Regions from separate parts of the Gossypium hirsutum genome. Here region 2 is linked to region 1. The links are chromatin contacts, called in public Hi-C maps. All regions are on one chromosome and are shown on one strand. The core of a region is the stretch at or near the end of the contact, and the rest is flanking DNA. Distances in the headings are between cores, read along the strand shown. Region 1 holds the start of LOC107914255 (phosphoinositide phosphatase SAC6). Region 2 holds the start of LOC107914260.

What was found. A called contact is a pair of places that touch in the nucleus more often than the background predicts.
Region 2: a contact with region 1 is called in a Hi-C map of leaf, with 1.9 times the contacts expected there. The contact joins the promoter of LOC107914260 here to the promoter of LOC107914255 in region 1. A contact is called at or near these places in 2 of 34 Hi-C or Micro-C datasets (hypocotyl and leaf).

The regions. Positions count from the first base shown.
Region 1 is chrD10:11,566,750-11,573,105 of Gossypium_hirsutum_v2.1, reverse strand. LOC107914255 (phosphoinositide phosphatase SAC6) reads left to right here and starts at 3,027. Exons shown (of 20, transcript XM_016843116.2): 1 at 3,027-3,722; 2 at 3,812-3,895; 3 at 4,195-4,322; 4 at 4,409-4,500; 5 at 4,866-4,923; 6 at 5,148-5,204; 7 at 5,309-5,342; 8 at 5,475-5,555; 9 at 5,954-6,060. The coding sequence starts at 3,572.
Region 2 is chrD10:11,713,829-11,720,184 of Gossypium_hirsutum_v2.1, reverse strand. It overlaps LOC107914260, which reads left to right and starts at 3,774. Exons shown (of 11, transcript XR_005919677.1): 1 at 3,774-4,199; 2 at 4,784-5,181; 3 at 5,289-5,319; 4 at 5,441-5,514; 5 at 5,620-5,789; 6 at 6,175-6,255.

The sequences.
Region 1 (6,356 bases), core at 1,778-4,277:
TCGGTTCTTTTGTCGATTTTGGCCGCCTCTTTGGACCATCCAATGTTGGTTTCATTATCATGATAGGTGCTTCCAATCACATCCAATGTTGGTTTCCTTATCATGATAGGTGCTTGCAATCACTCCAGATATGTCATACTTGAGTTATGACAAAGTCAGTTGTCAACATGATGTAATGTTCTATTGATGTTGAGGCTAAAGCCTTTATCGTGTTGATGAAGTTTTGTCCTTGACCACCAACGGCGGCTGTTTGTTGTTTGTTGTTTGTTTCACCAAATTGTATGATCCCATTCATGGAATGAATGAATGAATTCTCTCTCTCCCCCCTTCCCTCCCTCCCTCCCTCTCTCGTGCACACATATATATAAGCCCAGTTCGACTCCTATATTCATCAGTCAATTGGCTATATACGTCGTTCAAAAAAAATTGCATTTTAAGTCAATTTTTGTGATATTTAGGGAAGTAGGTTTATTTTGGAGAGAGAGTATTAAAACGCATTAAGCTAAAAAGTGTTTTTTGCACAGTTGACAGGAAAATGTGCCTAATCGGGCGCATTTTCCCTTTAAGACGCATTTTTTTAAAATTTTTTTAGTATTGTTAGTTCCTTCGATTATATGGCTAAATGTTAGTTGTTTTATTTTTTAGTCTCGGGTTTGATTCCTCTCTTACTCACATTTGTATTTTTTATTTCATGTTGTTCTAAACTTTTTTTTTTATTTTTAATTAATATTTTCAACATATTAACTTATTTGGTTAAATGGTTTAATAATAATGATTTCATTCTTAAGTCTTAGGTTCAATTCAATTCATCTTCTAAACACATTTGTAATTATATTTGAAATAATTATTTCATTTTATAATATTAGAAATCATCATACCCACAATATACAGGGAGAAAATAAATCTTATATATAAATAAAGATATAACAACAAAATTAGTTGATTTTTATTATATAATTACATATTTATTATTTTATTTTATAATTAAAAATAAAAAAAAGCTTTAAACATGATGAAATAAAAATTACAAATGTGCTTAGAAGAGGAATTGAACCTAGAATTTTAAAATGAAATCATTTAACCCAATGAGCTAATGTATTAAAAATATTAATTAAAAATAAAAAAGCCTAGAACAACATGAAATAAAAAATACAAATGTGAGTAGGAAATGAATCAAACTCAAAATTAAAAAACAAAATCTCTAACATTTAAGCATCGAACAATTTATTTTGTTAAAATAAATCAGAAAATACATCTTAAAGGGAAAACGTGCATGCTTTCCTGCCAACCATGCAGAAAACACTTCCAACTGGATGTATTTTTACAAACTCTCTCCAAAATCGATCTATTTCTCTAAAATTACAGAAATCGACCTAAAATGCAAAATATGACATATATATAACCAATTTAGCCCATCTATACAGTATAAAACCGACCAACGACGGATTTCGAACGGGACATCTAATTTGTAAGAATACTATCAAAATTTTAAATTGAATTTCAACTTTTACAAAATAAAATCAGAATTTTTAAAATTCCTTAATTTTAGATGACTTTAAATCCTCTTAAATTTCTATTCCAGAAGTGTTATTATAAAATAATAATAATTATGTAAAGAATGAGAATAAGAAGGATTTTTATTACATTTCTCTTATTTTCTATTATATATATTCATATACATTAGATTTTTTATTTTATAATACATAAATAGGAAAGGGACTATAAGAAATGAAAGGTTGAATATCCACTTATTAGCATGCATAACATAGATGTTTTTTTTATAATATTAAAAATTCTTACATTTTGGGGAAAAGAACATTTATTATTTTTTGAAAAAGAAACATTTATTATATAACTTTAGGTTATAACTATTTTTTGCAATTATTTTTTTATATTATTAGTGACATGACTATATTTTTAGGGTAAATTATATCTAAAGTCACTAAATTATTAGTAAGTTTATATTCTAATAAGTCAACTTAAAAAAAATAGAAAATAGTTACTAAGCTATTCGAAAATTCTAATTTCAGTCACTGGATATTAAAATCGTTGTTGTATGATATTTTATGTTCATATCACTTGTACCAATCAAAAGCTCTCATTCCCCCCCCTTTTTTTACAATTTAATTTTTTTTATGAAACAACTTTGACTATCATGAATCTACAAACTAAAATTCAAACAGTTTTCTTCTTCGATCTTCGGTTCTGGCCATCAAATCGACTTAGACCTAAGGTATATTATTCTACTTTTTAATAGGTATTGATCTATTGTACTGGTTATCGAATCGTCACTTGGAGCTTGCTAGTCAAATTATTATTTTTAACTTAACAGCTCCGTGACTTAAATAAAAACTTTTGGATAGTTTAGTGGACTTAAATGAAAACATTTAAATAGGTAAGTGACAACTTTGTAACCTTTTGAAGTTGAATGACCAAAATGTAAACTTACTAATAGTTTAGTGACTTTGGGTATAATTTATCCATATTTTAATAAATACAATAATATGACAGATTACATAATTTTTTATTGGTCAAAGTCTACCAAGAGTCTCTATTATGTAAAGTTTCTTTTAGTTCTTCTACTAAAAATGCATCAAATTAGTTTTTATATATTAAAATTTATCCAAAAATCTTGACTTCCTTATAATTTATTGTTAAATTACTAAAAATTTAAACAAAATATATCACTAACAATTGATTTACCCATAATTTGACATGATCCATAAAAAAACCCAACCATCGTGTTCGAATTTTGTTCAGTCACGTAATAGTTCAAAAACACATTAACTTTTTAAGGGATGGTTGGATTTTTTTTTATGGGTAGAATTTGATCATGAATAAATAAGTTGGATATGATATATTTTATCTAAATTATGATTAATTTAACAATAAATTATAATAATTAATAATTTAAATAAAAGTTTAATGTATAGTGACTAAAATAATAGTATAGGCTGGGGGCAGACTTTTGACCTATTTTTAATATTATTATTTCCCTTTTTTTCACCAAAAAAAATATCATTTGAAAATCGGCAACTGGTCAACTCCAAACAAAGGCGGGCATAGAATTCTAGATAGAAGATTTGCGTGTCTGGAGCTCTACCATCTTCTCCTTAGCAGCCCTTTTTGAAAAACTCAGTCTCCAGCTCTGAATTTGATGATAGAATTGGAGGGAAAGAGATAATGTTACCAGTTGAGCCATGTCAATCTCAGTGTCCTGCCCACCTCACCACCATCTATCAGCTGATATAGTTAAACTGTAGGCCGAGGGTTGACTTGTTGAGCATACTCGCCGTCCCTCCCTCCCTCCTCCGCCTATCTTTTATTTGCCACAACCGCAAAATCCTATCCAACAACAACATTCATCGCTGCATCACTTCAACTCTTGCCTTTACTCCTCTTTTCCTTTTCCTAATCTCTGTTGTCTCTTTGGCTGCCTGCAATAGCCAATTTTTACTATTCCTTTTCTCCCTTCACCTTCGTCCAATTCTACCTACTTGGATACTTGGCAAATTTGATTCCTTTTTTGTTTTACTTTTATGATTTTTTTTTGTGAAATATAACTCCAATAATGAAGGAGAAGGCTGAGCCAGTCCAAAAGCTATATACAAGGATGCGGTTATGGGAATTCCCTGATGAATATGTGATCGAACCCACCGATGGCTCTTCTGCTTCCTCCTCCCTTTCGATTAGTCTTGTTGATGCCTCAATGAAGCTCATTGGTGGGTTGTTTTTATCTTGTCTATCATTCTATGCCTCCCTTTTCAATATTTGCTTGCTGATTTACTGGACCTATTTATCTCTTTTTTAGATAGTATTCCAGAATGCAGCTCTTTCCGTGTTCCTAAGATTCAAATGATTTTTGGAGTAGTTGGAATGCTAAAACTTGTAGCGGGTATGATAAATTTCTGATTTTCCTTTATTCTCTGTTCAGTTGGTTAATTCAGACAAATGGTTGTAGCTTTTGTTCATCTTGATAATTTCTTAAGGCAGTTTCATGAAATGAAAAAAAAAAAAACCGGGACCTAATTGATCAGTGAAACTGTAGTGCCTGATTAGAGCAGTTTTGGCATACGGATCTAGAATATCAAATGGAGTTGAAATTAGTTTTCTTTTCTTTTTCTTTGTATTCTCTTGTCTGAATTGGCCCTGTGGTTTCTCCTATAATTTTAAAGTGTTAAATTTTATGTTTAGGGTCTTATTTATTTGTTATAACTGAGAGAAAATGTGTTGGATCTTACTTGGGGCATCCCATCTTCAAAGTTATATCCTTGAAGGTTCTTCCCTGTGTTCATTCTGTTAAAAACTCTACTCCGGAACAGGTATATTGGCTGTTTCCTCACTTTTTCTTCTAGAAAGCTGATTATTAATTGTTTAACACAAGAATCTTTTATACCAACTTCGGCAGAAAAAGGTGGAGAATGAATTTTCTCGGCTGCTAAAAGTTGCAGAGAGGACTACTGGACTCTATTTCTCTTATGACACCAATTTAACACTGAGGTGAACTGTTGTATCAAATTAGACCTCTGTATATATGCATAGTTAGAACAAATTTCTTTCTAAAAAAGAATACATCTCAGCCGAAACAGATTTTCTGTGCACAACTGCTTTTTGAGTAATGTCTTCTCAATGCAAAACTTCCATCCAAAGCAGTTTACTTAAAGTCTCCACAGTCCACACTACCAAATCAGCCTTGTATTTGTACTGATAATTGCTAAGTATAAGTTTATAGGCCTTCAGGAGATATTAACAATTACACACACACACACACACCCCTTTTTCATTTTGCAAATCTTTTTTTTATATTCACTTTGAATATTCTATTTAAGTTGAAAGTAAGGGTTATATGATTTGGTGCACTACAGTACTCAGCGATTATATGATCTGGGAAATGAGTCCAAAATGCTTCCTCTATGGAGACAGGTAAATGGTTCATTTTTAAAGTAATTGATACAAATATTGCTCCCCTTATTTTCTAATTGTAAGATTATTAGATGATCTGCCACTGATCTCAAACAGCTTTGCTTTTATGGTAGCCTCTAGAAGTGCAGTGTTAAATTTTCATTGATATTTCCATTTAATTCTTCATTGCCACTAAGTCACTAAGTAAAGGGACTTTTCCTTGTCCCCCAAAATGTTTGCCACAGGCAGAACCTAGATTTCTTTGGAACAGTTATATGTTGGAAGCACTTATAGACAAGAAGGTTAGTCTTCTTTCTGAGTAGCTTTCCAATTTCATGCAGCAGTATTCTGTCATTTAAGTCTGTACTTGCTAACTACCCTTTTTTTTTTGGTTCTGTGGCTGCAGCTTGATCCCTATTTGCTTCCAGTTGTCCAAGGGAGTATCCTGTATGGAACTATCAATTCCAGCATTTTGTGGCATGAGAAGTTCTTATCTCATTTTTTAACTAATTCATTATTGTTGTTGACTTCTCGGTCTTTCAATTTGAAGCATTTCCTTAACTGCTAATCAGGCTTTCATAATTTCCAAGCAACTATTGGAAAACAAATTGTAGATGTTACACTGATTGCTAGGAGATGTACAAGGAGAAACGGTACTCAAAGCTGGAAATGACTTTTCAATGTCTTTTAGCTTTCTTCATATACCTTCTAAAACTACATTTTTCTTGAGAAATAAGGTCTTTTGCTATAACTTTTAAATATCGTTTCTGGTAAGAGGGGAACAGGTCCAGTTTTTGAATGATATGCAAAACAATGAAATTCTAGGGCAGATTCTCCTTCTCTTACAAACATTTCTTCTGTGTCATTCTTTTATTGGTTAACTTTCATCGTTTATAGGAAGCATTAACTAGCAGGATTGTCCATGCACTTTGAGCTTGGTGGAAAAAGGAAATAAATAGTTTTCAAATGCAAGTGCATCTTCTTAATTAAAAAAATTTTGGCCTTGTATAGACATGCTAGTCTTACTGTTACTACTTGTATCCTTTAAAAGGAACCCGGATGTGGAGAAGAGGAGCTGATTCTGAGGGGCACGTTGCAAATTTTGTGGAAACTGAGCAAATTATTCAGATTAATGGGTTTACTTCATCATTTGTTCAGGTAAGTAGGTAGCCGGTCAGATCTATTTTATTCGTTATGCATAAAATGCAATAGTATCTGGTCTCCTTTCCTGTCCTTAACTTTTCTAGAGAAGTATCAAGCAAAGATATATTGGCCTTAATGCTAAATTAAAAGATTACTAGTGAACATTCGGATGTGTAGGTTACACAAAATAGAAAGAAATGAGATTGTCCAGTGATTATGCATCTGAATGTTGGAATATGCATCATATCAATTCCATCAGGGATTTGAAAAGTTCACTACATGAAGTGGCTTGTACATGTTCTGGTGTGAAA
Region 2 (6,356 bases), core at 2,525-5,024, 150 kb before region 1:
TCCACCTCTCAATCAACGCACTGATAAGTTTCGGGTCCAACTTGCATCCCCGACCTACCGTTGCCACGTGCCAAAAACCCACTTCCCGCAGGTAATTCTCTACCAACGGTGATGGAGGACCATGCATATTACGGATATATAGCATTCCAATATCTGATCTACAAACTTTTATAACAAATAATAAATTAATAATTATTTAAAAATGCATAAATAAAAAAATCTTAAATAATATTTAAAAAATAAATTTAACACTTACCATTTTCATTTGTTCGACGGATATGTGCTTGTTATCAAGACGAATCAAATCTCCGGCCATTGCTAAATTCATACAAATTTTTACGATTTAAAAAAAATTAAAAAAATTAGAATTTTTTTAAAAATAATTAAAAAATAAATATTTAAGAGAAATTTGAGAGCAAATTGAGAGCAAATTGAGATTAAATAGGGATTTGAGAGAAATTTGGAAGGAAATTGAGAGCAAATTGAGAGGAAATTGAGATGTTGTCAAGAGAATAATAGAGAAATGATTAATTTGTGAAAAAAATGAAAGGTGGGGGGTTTTGAGAGGAAATTGAGATGTTGTCAAGAGAATAATAGAGAAATGATTAATTTGTGAAAAAAATGAAAGGTGGGGGGTTTTTTATAGTTTTTCTTTTACCGTTGGGGAGTTCACCAACGGTCAAAAATAGCCATTGCACTGTTCACGTGCGGGGAAAACAAGTCCCCAGGGACGCACTGACGTGGCAGGAAAACGCGTCCACGTCAGCGCGCTTTCTGTCCACATGGACAAAGCGTGCCCTTGAGGACGCGTTTTGTTGCCACGTCAGCAGATAGCGCGTAGACGTGGACGCGTTTTCTCGGTATGGGCCCATTCCGGGAAATAATTATTTGTTGGGCCCATTTTGGTAAATTTTTAAAAAATAGGGCTTTTTTTGTAATTTGCCCCAGAACTTCTACAAAATTATAAATATTTTTAGATGTATAATTATCACAATTTGTATTTTACTTCAACTTTTTTAACTAATAATTCTAAATTAAATATTATATTTATTTTTAAATATAAATTTAGTGATATGATAAAAAAAACATTCTCATCAGTTCAAAAAAAATTTCAAACTCGTGCTTTTTATATAGATTATAGGTTCTATTTTTATTGAAAAAAAAACTAAATAAATACGTAATAGAAGTAAATTCTCAAAGTAGTAAATCAAATTATGCACTTGAACTCTTCATTAAACTAATATAATTAATAGCAAATGTAAAATTTAATTGCATCAATTAAGCCTAGTTAGTTAAGTGAACGAAAATGTAGATATATTCTTATCTTAAACACGAACTGACTTATTTTAGGTCTTAAGTCCCTCAAGATAAATTAAGATTACTAAATTGGTGCCACTGTGATTCCATGTAAATAAAGTATATAATGATAAATTAGAATAAAAAAGGTGATGGAAAACCAAAGAAAATAAGAGGTTTTACTCTTTTTGTACAGTTTCATTGTCCATTTATTCCTTGAAAAGGAATGTTGCACACACGCATTTCAATCCCAATTACCTACAACCAAACCATAAAAATACTAACACCAAACCTCATTTAATCCATATTATGATAAATTTATCAATTTTATTACTTTTGGTATTAACAAGAGGGTTTAGTAGATTTGAATCCAGTTTTTTTTTAATCATTTTTATCTAAAAATATTTTTAAAGCTTTTAATATTAAATTGATAGATTTTGTAAATGTTGAAGGTTAATTTTATTGAATTTTTTAAAATTTAAATAAAAATTTTTATAAACATTGATTTTTTAAAACTTTAATATCAAATTGAGGGTTAAATTTATTATTAGGCTAATAAATAAAAGTCAAGTCAATTTTCTCTGACAATTAATGGAAGAGTGATTAAAATATTTAATTTTGAAAAATTAATTGTTGGATGCTTAAAATAAAACCAAAAGCATAGTGAAGTGACTATTTTTATAGTTTACCAAATTTTATTTCCCACCCAAAGGCATGAAAATTGGGATGAAGAACTTGTTTAAACTGTAGTAATAATTTATAAATGATAATATTTCGCGTAATTGGGTTTTATGAGCGATGCCTTACTTTTTTTAAATAAATTTGTGTGTATTACACAAAGTGTGTAATTGTTGGATATGATTATTAGATATGACATAACTTTTAAATGCATTAAAAAATGGGTAAACTGCTAAAATTGTCACTTCTGTTTGTCTTAGGTTACATTTTAGTCACTTATGTTTGAAATGTTACGTTTTAGTCACTTACGTTATTGTGTTGTAACATTTTAGTCATTGAGTCGTTAATTATCGACAATGGTGTAATGGTAAGTTGTTGTGGCACATTAAATCATCATTTCAAATGAAAATTTTAGGTTAAATTCTACAATTGGTCCCTATATTTTTTCATTTTCAACAATTTAAAAATTTTCTTTTATATGTTCTTTTAACTTTTTTTTTCATTCTCTTATGCTTCTCCCTCTATTCCCCCCCTTTTTCATTTCTTTGAACATAGTTTTTCTATGCTTTCCATTTGTAACTAGTCCACAAGCTTGTCTCACTCGAAAAAAATTAAATTGTTCAAAAAAAACATAGAAAAACTACGTTGAAAGAAATGGAGAAGGGAGTAAAACAAAGGGAGAAACATAAGAGAATGGAAAAGAAAGAAAGTTAAAAAAAACATAAAAGAAAAAAATTAAATTGCTCTAAACGAAAAAATATGGGGACCGATTGTATAAATTAACTTAGAATTTTTGTTTGAAATAATGATTTAATGTGCCACATCAGTTTACTGTTACACCGTTAACAGAAACTAACGGCTCAGTGACTAAAATGTTACAACGTGATAACATAAGTGACTAAAACGTAACATTTCAAACATAAGTGACTAAAATGTAATTTGAGCAAAAAAAGTGACTATTTTGGTAGTTTACCCAGTAAAAAACTATTTTTTTAGAGATTTGCAGCGCTGGGTTTTTCGAAGATGAAGGTCGACAGTTAGTTTTGGAGATGCCTATCATTTTTACCTCCATTTGGTCTCCAAAGTTCCTTTCCTCTTGATCTGTCAGAGTGCATACGCAAGGATAATATGGGGCGCTGCCACGGAGAGATCTGATTGGGTTTTCATCGGAATTGAAGGAAGGTGCTGTTATTTGTTTTAATGGTGTCTGTTCGTTTGCTGGTTTTTTTCTTTGAAAAAGTTTGTTCATTTGTTTTGTTTTTGGTAATGGATTGAGACGTGGGATGTAGTGAAACATTTAACACCACCATTTTCTTTGATTTATAATGAAAATTTATTTTTTTAAAAAATTATTTGTTTAGATATTAATGTGAAGTAAGAATGGTTTAAAATAAAAAAAAAAGATTAGGGAGATAACTTGTCCTAGCTAACGAAACATGATTAATTCCTAAAAATAAGAACATTGAGATGATTATCTAGATTGATAATATATGGATTGAGCTTAAATTAAACTCATTCTAAATCTGTTTTAAAATTTATTTATCATTCTAAATATGTGTTTGACTAACGTGTATAACACCTCCATATATCAGTACTACTCACTGCCCTGATCTTGAAACAAGGTTGACGCTGAAGCCATAGTTTTTGAGTCGAGAATCTTGATAACCTTGCAATGCATGGTGATATTTGAGCCGAGAAAAGATGGGCCTGTACCCTGAAGCCTAAAGAAAGCCCACATAAGCAAGCACCTTACAACAATAGAGGCTTAATTTTAATCCCAAGTAAGAGTAGAAATTAGCCTGATGGCCCTCATCTCTCTCGGTCTTTAGGCCCTGCCTTGTCTGACGAAGAACTTTCTTTCACCACATTCTTTGATATTTGTTGCGCTCCATCGATCCCAACTCCCAAGACTTTCACAATTTGCAGCAATTTTCATTTTTCAAATTTCTACAGGGTGCCCCCGACCTCCCCTCTTACTTTCTCCTGCTTCCCAAGCAACAAGCTCTTATTATTCTTTTGATTTGTACATAAACAAACGATTAATAGGGGAGGGGAAGGAATGGGAGAAGGGAGAGAAGGAGACTGGGAGTGCAGTGGATGCAAGAACAGGAACTATGCCTTTAGATCCTTCTGTAACAGATGTAAGCAGCCTCGTCTTCTCGTTGACACCAAAACTCCTGCTGATTCCAAATGGCTTCCTCGTATTGGTGATTGGATCTGCACTGGTCAGTTTATACTTCTTTCTCTTTTCTTGGGCTTTTTTTCCTTATTATTTCCTCTTATTACTCATGTTGGTTGATTCAATTATTCAATTTAAGACTATACATCAAAAGTTGGGTTCTGGAGTTTATCTGTGTTATTAGCTTTGATAATAGTTGGAATTTCATTAGCTGAGATAGAACAAAGGGCTTGTCAAAATTCCATATTTCCTTTGCCTAATTAAAGATTTACGATGGGTTGTCTTTAAACAATGACTTGGGGAGAGTTTTATTGAACTTTTTTCTGCTTTACTTATGTTAATTCGTGGTAAAACAGCTGGTTTTATGGTAATTGTTGACAGAGTTGCCATTTCGAAAGCATAACTTTTGGCTGTTGTATGTTTATGAATGTAACATGTTAAATGAAATATAGTGATATGTGCTTTGCGAAGTTGAGGTTAGGAAATCAGTATCAATTAGGTTGAGTGGTTTGTGTTTTTTGTATGTTTACTTTGGTATGGGATGAACTGGTTGGTGTGCGTGTGCTTGGCTTCCTTGTCCTCTTCGTGGCTGCATTGTGGGTTGGGGTGTGTGTGGCAATGGATCAATAGCTTGCACTAACAACAATTATGCATCAAGAGAGAAGTGCAAAAAGTGCGGGCAACCAAAGGAGATTGCAGCAATGCCAGCAATTGCAATGCCTGGAGCTTCTCTCCCAACCTATTCACATTATTTTGCAAGGGCCCTAGGAGCACTGGAGCAAAAGATGAATGTTGGATTTGTAGGCAGTGGTGCTCCCCAACAGTTCCTTCCTTTGAGTTCCAATTGGTCTGTGGGAGGGGCTGATAATTGTGGACTTCAGTCAGCACCAACATGGCCTGTTGCTGGAAACCAATCTCCTGGGGCATATGCAAATCCTGGTAATCAGCCCCTTTCTGTTCCAAAGGGATGGCGAAATGGTGACTGGATTTGCAACTGTGGCTTCCATAATTACTCTTCACGTTCACAGGTCTTATCTTGCTGCCTAAACTGGATTCAGCTTTCTTCTTTTTACTCATTACGAATTCTACAAAATATTCCATGTTATTTTTCTGATCCAATCGGCTGTTTTTGCAGTGCAAAAATTGCAATGCATCCATACCACCAGGTACATTCATTTGCTTTGTTTTGCTTTTAATGCTTATATTCTGATATGATGGTTTTTTTTTTTGTACTACTAGTAACTTAGTCTTTGCCTCTTTCTCATTTTCCTTTTTTGGGTTATATAGCACTTGGAACTAAGCGATTAGCATCTGAAGAATTTGTACATGATTGGGATCATAAAAGATTAAATTTAGGAAATGTAAGTAATCAGTTCTGTTGTGGTATTTATAATTATTGTTATTTTCCAGCAGGGTTTTAATTTTTTAACTACTGAACTACTGTGTCCCCTTTTTTGGGTTTTCAGGGCAAGGACGAACAACTGTATCCTGGATTTGACCAAATGGTAGGAGCCACCAGTGACCCAAAACCTGGAGCATATCCTTCCTATCCCAGTATAAATCCTGCTGTGGCTTCAAATTGGCCAGCACCCATTCCGTTTCCTCCTCAAGCTGCAACAACTCTTCTTGGAAAAGGGTAATTTTTTATTATGTTGACCCCTTATTACATGCTTGTTGTATATCTTGGACAAAGTGATTCATTTCATGAGTTAGATGATACTTAACTCCTTTGTCAACATATGGCAATGATATTTTTTTCCAGTCCCTTAATCTTGTTAGATATTGTAAATGATTTTTAGCTACTGGAACTGGTCCTGAAATCGGTGTTGTTTGCTTCTAGATTGCTATTTAAAGTTCTCTTGCCTCTTATTGGTTGTAGGCTTGAATGTAGTATCCAATCAGGTTTATCTTCCGTTTTTTGCATCTAGATGCTGAGTCATATGTCTAGCAAATATGATATTTTTCATGAGATTCACAGGATTGCTTTTTAAAGCTACAAATTTTTTAACATCGTTTATCAGCGCAAAACAATGGCGTAGTGGAGATTGGATGTGTGCAAAATGCAACAATCACAATTATGCATCTCGAGCTCAATGCAACAGGTCAGTAGCTAAGTAGTGGCTTTTACATGCTGAATTATGCGAGGATTGTGGTCAGCAGAAATATGATGTGATTGATGTGCCTTATATCCATCAATAATTTG